2 separate regions of the Sus scrofa genome follow, and region 2 is linked to region 1. Evidence: chromatin contacts called from public HiChIP or PLAC-seq data. All regions are on one chromosome and are shown on one strand. Each heading gives the region's core, a stretch centred on a gene start, on an enhancer-like site or on the middle of the called end of the contact. The rest is flanking DNA. Distances are from core to core; before and after follow the strand shown.

Region 1 (3,258 bases), core at 386-2,885:
AGTCTAGAAAAACCACATAAATCTCTTAAACAGAACCAATACATGGCACTGGACCCAGGCCTTGCCTCTCATTCTGCAGCTGTGCTCATTGGCTTGGATTTTTTTTTTTTTTCAGTGTGAGAGTACACATATTTCATCACCAGATGTAGAGTATTTTTGTTAATCAACTTTTCATTATATTTTCCCTTTTGCCATAACTGCCAGCCAAATATAAGTATAATAAATATGTTTTTCCCCTTGTTCTGGTCCTTACCTACCAGTTCTCCTGCCCACTTGCTCTCGTTTGTGGACACAGTATTTTATAATAATATTTCCTTAGGGTTTGTAGAATTCATTTAATTAGGAGCATGTGTGAGTGTGTGTGAGTGTGTGTGTGTGTGTGTGTGTGCGCGTGTGTTAGGGCAAGGGTGATTAAGAACAGTATCAAATTCAAGAACTCCAGTTTAAGCAATTTTATAAACCCTAAAAATGTCATTTAAATCACCAATTTAATAGGAAGTTTTAAGAAAGAGAGTGGTGGAGCGAGATTGCGGGCTTTTCCATATGCCTTTTTTCTAGCTCCCTTTCCAGCTGCTGTGCAGGGGATCAAGGTGGGTGAGCAGCTTACCCCAAGCCCTAAGGCTCTGTATCCCAGCTGCCAATATCCTCATAGGGTCAGTGAGCAGGCATACAGCTCATTCCATTTGTAACCGTGAGAAATAGAGGCCCCCAGGGAAAATATGCACTCTCCATATGTTCAGCCCTGTGCAACGGTCTAGGTGAATCACAGTCGGGGAGAGACTGGGAAAGGGATGTGTCCTGACACTTTATTTCCTCGGAGATGTCTGAACGTCATTTCCAGGGCTAGTACAATGCCTTCAACGGACCACTAATCTGAGCCAGCCAGGGAGATGGGATGCTTTTAGGAGCTTTCCATCAAGTGCATCTGAATTCTATTGCTGAGGCTTCCACAAAACTATCAAAAAGAAATGCTTTGATGTGTAAACCCTCCAAGCAAGTGCTGTACACAATTCCAAAGCCCCCCACTTTCCCACTCCCCCCACCCCCCGCCCCTACTCCTGCCCTTCCCCTGTCTGTCCCTTCTCTGTCCTACCCCTCCCACCTCTGTGCAGCCCGGCCATGCTGGATGCCTTCCTGCTCATATGAACCGCAGTTGCTGAAAAAGTGAAGCCAGAAGAGCGGGCCAATAAAAACAGAAACAGCTGTAACAATTCTGCACAGCATGGTCTTGATTTCCTTGAGTTTTGTATGTTTGCCTTTTTTTTTTTTTCCTCTCCTCCCTCCCTCTCTCTCTTTTTCTTTCTCTCTCCAGCTCCCTTTTCCATGTACAAACACCTTCAGTGTTGGGACCTGAAATGGAGCAAGAAACACTTTCCCCTTCGGTACACCCTTGTCATTCAGAAATAAGGTTGGAGTTCATTTTGAGTAACCAGCTCCAGAACAAGCAGAGCCAAGGGGAGGCTGAAACCAGGGGAATGAGAATCGTGCCACCAAAGACAGGTGCAAGGATTTTTTCCAACAAAAATAACAGCCCCGGCTCTCAAATTTGCTCCTTCTCGGGCTGCTGTTGTCAGCGGGTGTGCCTGTTGTTGGAGGAGCCCACAGAAGCCATTCTCTGTGTCTCCAGCTCTGTGTGTTTGCACTGGCCTCTCCAAATGGACCCTGTCTTGGAGTCTTTACTGGACTGTTATTTACAATCGCCTCCAAACCCAGGCATGTTAAGGGAGCTTGTAAACACAAAAAGCTACCAGAGGAATGATCTGAGTGGTTTCAGAAAAGAAGAGAAAGAACCATTTGAAGCAATAAGCAAATATAGAAGGCGAGGCTAACAGCTGATTGCCATCAGCGCCTTCTTTCCTGTCCCAGCAGGCTCAGGAACCTGGGAATGTTTACCTTCCAGGAGGCAAAAAGAATCAAAGATAACGCCTCCTTTAAGCCCTGTCTTAGGTGCTGTGTCTCAACCCACATTCTCGCTGAAATGCTTGCAGCAGGTGGCACTGATCTCTAATGGTTATAAAGGTTTTCTTTCTACTTGTATTTTTTCAATGTATGGGGCGGTATGTGCTGTTCTTATTTCCCTCCAGCTGCTTCCTTTCTTTCCCCACTTTCTGGGACCAGCCCCAGTCTGAGGCTGAGCTGGATCTGGACTAAACATAATGGAGAACTGGTGGAAATAAAAGTCCTTTCATGGGGACACAGCCCTGTTTTTCAGATGGTGTGAAGCAGATCTGTAGTTTATTATTAATAATAGCACAAGCGTGACACCACATCTTCAAAGGCCTGCGTGAACATTAATTCTTTTGTGATGTGAAAAAAGCAGCGGCAGCGTCTTTTTAAAATGAATCTCCTGGTCTTCTGGAAAAGGGCAAAAAAAACACCCCTAGTTCCAGCTAGAGATGAATGAATCCCACCCCGGCGGTCTGGGATCTGGGTCCAATTGAGGAGCATTTTGAATAAACTTGAGAGTTTTTATCTCAACGACAGCATGTTCCGAATTCTCCACTCTTTCAAACTCACATGGAAGTCTTTCGAAGAGAAGCTATGGTATCTTTGTTCCAGGCATAAAACCGAATAAAAGAGAGAAAAAGAGAGCAGAATAAATGTGTTTTTTCTACGTTGTTGAAATTTGATCTGAGGTCCCTAGGAAAGAGAGAGAATTATTCTCTTCAGCTTGGCAAAGCTTGCCCTTCAAATTCTTTTAATAATTTTCTTTTTTTTTGGTCAGAGTCACAATCTTCTATTAAAAAGTGATAATTAACATCCCATTTTGCAGAAACTCAAAAATAGAATCAGAGGTCCCATGTTCTCTTGGACTTTCTAAATTGGCCCTTCAGTTTTTCTTCTATTTAAAAGCTTTTTTCATCCACAATATTTGAAGGAAACATAGCATTTGGTACTTAAAATAGAAAGAAGGTAACATGTATGCAGGTTGTAAAGCGTACTATAAAATAAAAGCTAATAAAACCCACCTAAGAACTACGACATTACCAATAGCCTGGCAGCTGCCCCTGTACTTATTTATTTATTTATTGGTCTTTCTAGGGCCGCACTGGTAGCACATGGAGGTTCCCAAGCTAGGGGTCAAATCAGAGCTTCAGCTGCCGGCCTATACCACAGCCACAGCAACAGAGGATCCAAGCCGCATCTTCGACCTGCACCACAGCTCACAGCAATGCCAGATCCTTAACCCACTCAACAAGAGCAGGGATCCAACCCACGTCCTCATGGATGCTAGTCGGGTTTGTTACCACTGAGCCA
Region 2 (3,258 bases), core at 357-2,856, 330 kb before region 1:
GGGGCTAGAGTCACTGGGCAGGTAATAACCTCTAGGCACAGTTGCTTAGTTTCCAAAAGTGTTGAACACACTTAACTCATCTAACTTCACAAAGTCCTCAAAAGGGATTTGCTTCAATTTTGCTGAGAAAAATCAAGGCTTAGAAAGGTTAAATAACTTCAATAGTTCATACAACTAGTAGGTGCCACAGTCAAAACTCTTTGCCACTGTTCTGGTATCAAGCCTCACACCTTTCCTGGAAGCCCAAGGAATCCTCAAAAGTCAAGTTCTGATTTGCTTTTGGTTTTTTGGGGGGCGTTTTGGCCACACCTATGGCATTGGAAATTCCCAGACAAGGGATCGAATCCATGCCACAGCAGCAACCCAAGCCACTGCAGTGAGACAACACTGGATCTTTAATCTGCTCTGCTGCACCACAAGGGAGCTCCTGATTCTCAAAGAAAGGAAAGAAAGAGAAGCAAGGAGGAGTATAACCAATTTCCTCAGCGTCCTTTATACATCTGAACAGCACAATTCCCAAGAAATACAGCCTTTAAATTGCAGCATGCATTTTATTTTTCTTTATTCTAAGTCAATTTTAAAGTTACACTTCTAATAGAGTGCCTACTCTTACATTTTAATTTCTTTCTTTGGGTTTGAGAGACAGAGAAAGAGATAGAAGCCGACAGCTGGGGGATAACTCAGATTGTGTTTTATGGCTACACGTGTGTGAGCATGCAATGCATAGGAAAGTGGTCTTTCCCAAGTGTGTCCCCGCACACATTTGATTGACAGTCACAACGATGGTGACATGACCTAGTTTTTCTTTCTTTAGAATACATGGATCTGCACCTAAAGATAGGTAGCCCTTGGCTTTGTCTCCTGGGTATGACAACTTTAAATAAATCCTTAAGTTCCATGACCCCATTCCCACCTTGTCTCCCTTCAACATGCTTCCTGAGTAGCTGCTAAGTATAAGGAACCTTAGAGAAAACAAGTAGAAGGAAGGGAAGAGTGCACACAAATAAAAGACTGAATATTTGAAAAGGACATTCAGCAAAAGGAAAAGCAAAAAATTGGGAAGCAATGGGGGTGAAAAGAAAACCTGGTGAATGGGGTTGGAAGAAGGGCAGGACTTGAGAAGATTCATGTCACCTGGCATCAAAGGAGATAGACCTTCTCTTCTCTTTGACTCAGTCCCTTGTTTATTGGGATGATCCACCATAGTCGGCTTAACTCTTGGCTGAAGCTAGGGAAGACTTGTCACTATTTGCTGTGTGAATCCATGTCTGTAATTTCTGTGACCTGAGCATTCAGGGCAAAAATTGTTTCCATTTTTTCCCATTTCATGCATCATTTCAGAGTTGTGTAGTCACTTTGTAGAAGCTGTGGGTGCCAATTTTAACAAGTAGAAAAACAAGAATCGCAAAGCCTGCATTGCCTGCATCTGCTTCTCTCATTTCTGAACCAGAGAGGATGGGAGTTACCGAGGACAACAAAAGTTAGCAACAGTGGATCCTGTGTTTGCATAAGTGTCCTATTTTAACTAAGAGCAACTGTGCATAATCCCCTCAGAGAATCGGGTTGCCAGTTGGCAGGCCTCTGGAGCCAGAACACCTGCGTGGTGGAGAGGCACTACTCTCTGTGAAGGGTGCCAGCCATGGCCTTTCCACCCCACAGGCTTAGCATCTGACTAAGCATGCCAGTTGCTTCTGAGGGCCAGTTGCTTACAGAAAATAACTACAGCCCTGTGAGACAGTGTTTCTCTCTTTGATTTTCTCTCTGGATCTGACTACCCTCTTTCACAACTTGCCCTATCTTGTATGGCTTTTCAAAGACTGTGACATGAAAGCAATTACAAATATTAAATACAGAAGGCAAAATTTATTATCCCTGAAACATCAAGAGAGCTGCATGGACAACAGATATTGGAGGGCACTTCCTGGAGATCATTTTGCTGAGAGTTAAATATTCCCAAGCATACTAAGGGTAGGGTCCCTCCAGTGTTTTGAAATCCCTGCCTTATCTGGCAGGATCTTTTCTGCCATTCTCCTCTTAGCTCTTTGCACATGCCTGGAAAAATGAATGAATGGCAGAACTCACCAATCGACTGACCAAGAACTGAATGCTAATTTACATAAATGTGACAGGATCTGGATTTCCATGTGCTTTTATAATTTAGCTACTTCAATAATTCTCAGGAAATAGCTTATTCTTAAGTACTCTTTCTTTCTCCCTTTTTCCTTCTTTCCCTCCTTTCCTTTTTTTTCTTTCTCTCCTTTCTCTTTAATGTGGTATAAGAAGATAGATTCTTAGGTCATAAACCTGATTCTGCCTAGGAGAGCAGATTTCTTATTTTTAAAGGCACACTGGGGTCACTGTGTCCCGACACATATCTTTTTGTTTTTTTTCTTAAGTGCATTTCTTTTAAAATGAAGGAAATCCTGTTATTTGCGACAACATGAGTAAAACTGGAGGGCACTATGCTGCGTGAAATAAGCCAGAAAGAGAAAGACAGATACTTCATGGTATCACTTACATGTGGAATAAAAAGAAATAAAAGTAAAAGCAGAGGGTTGAACTCAGAAACAGTAGGATAGTGCTTGTCAGGGGCTGGGGAATGAGGGAAATGTTCAGGGGATGGTAAAAGAGCTCAAGTTTTCAGTTATAAGAATAAGGTCTGAGTATCTAATATAGAACGTGGTGAATATAGTTGATAGTACTGTATTGAGCAATTAAAATTTGCTAGGAGAGTAAAACTTAAATGTTCTCACACACACACACACATTAATTACAGTAGGAAAAGAGATGTCAAATTGACTCTAGGAAACTTTTCACAATGTCCATATATATATTAAATCATCCTATTGCATAATTTAAGTATCTTACAATTTTGTCAGATAGACTTCAATAAAGCCTTTGAAACATAACAAAAATATATGCATTTCCTTCCTAATGACAGTTTACCTTGTCTTTAATGTATTGAACTTTTGGGAAGAAGATAACAGCATGCTGATTCTCTGGTCTGGAATCTCAACCAAAATTATAGCCAGGAGAGCATCTCCAGATGTTCTAGAGTCTTCCAACTCTAAGCCAGCCTGAGATAAGGATCCAGAAAGAACAGTACCCAAGCTGCCTGCTAAAACCAGCACCCAGCGTTAACATTACCTGGGTGGTGTTACTGGCCAGTGCATATTTTCATATGCATCCTCATATCTCCTATCAAGTTTATCTTTGAATCCTAGGGTGTTAGTTACTGTGTGTCAGACAGAATATATT

What was found. HiChIP or PLAC-seq counts read pairs in DNA pulled down with a chosen protein or histone mark.
Region 2: an H3K27ac HiChIP or PLAC-seq map of skeletal muscle shows a contact between it and region 1, with 2.4 times the contacts expected there. The contact joins two enhancer-like sites. A contact is called at or near these places in 1 of 47 Hi-C or Micro-C datasets (fetal skeletal muscle) and 1 of 2 datasets of contacts at active chromatin or transcription factors (skeletal muscle).

Annotation. Positions count from the first base shown.
Region 1 is chr7:17,518,673-17,521,930 of Sscrofa11.1, reverse strand. No RefSeq gene overlaps it. Among named protein-coding and RNA genes, the nearest start is that of PRL, 57 kb to the right of the region's middle. Within about 2 kb of position 1,635, at least 18 of the 83 cell types and tissues checked have an H3K27ac peak or open chromatin away from gene starts, as enhancers often do. A contact at or near this core is called in fetal skeletal muscle and skeletal muscle, where this site is marked.
Region 2 is chr7:17,852,034-17,855,291 of Sscrofa11.1, reverse strand. The region is part of intron 2 of LOC106504342 (a long non-coding RNA gene); the gene reads right to left. Among named protein-coding and RNA genes, the nearest start is that of HDGFL1, 160 kb to the right of the region's middle. Within about 2 kb of position 1,606, at least 3 of the 83 cell types and tissues checked have an H3K27ac peak or open chromatin away from gene starts, as enhancers often do. A contact at or near this core is called in fetal skeletal muscle and skeletal muscle, where this site is marked.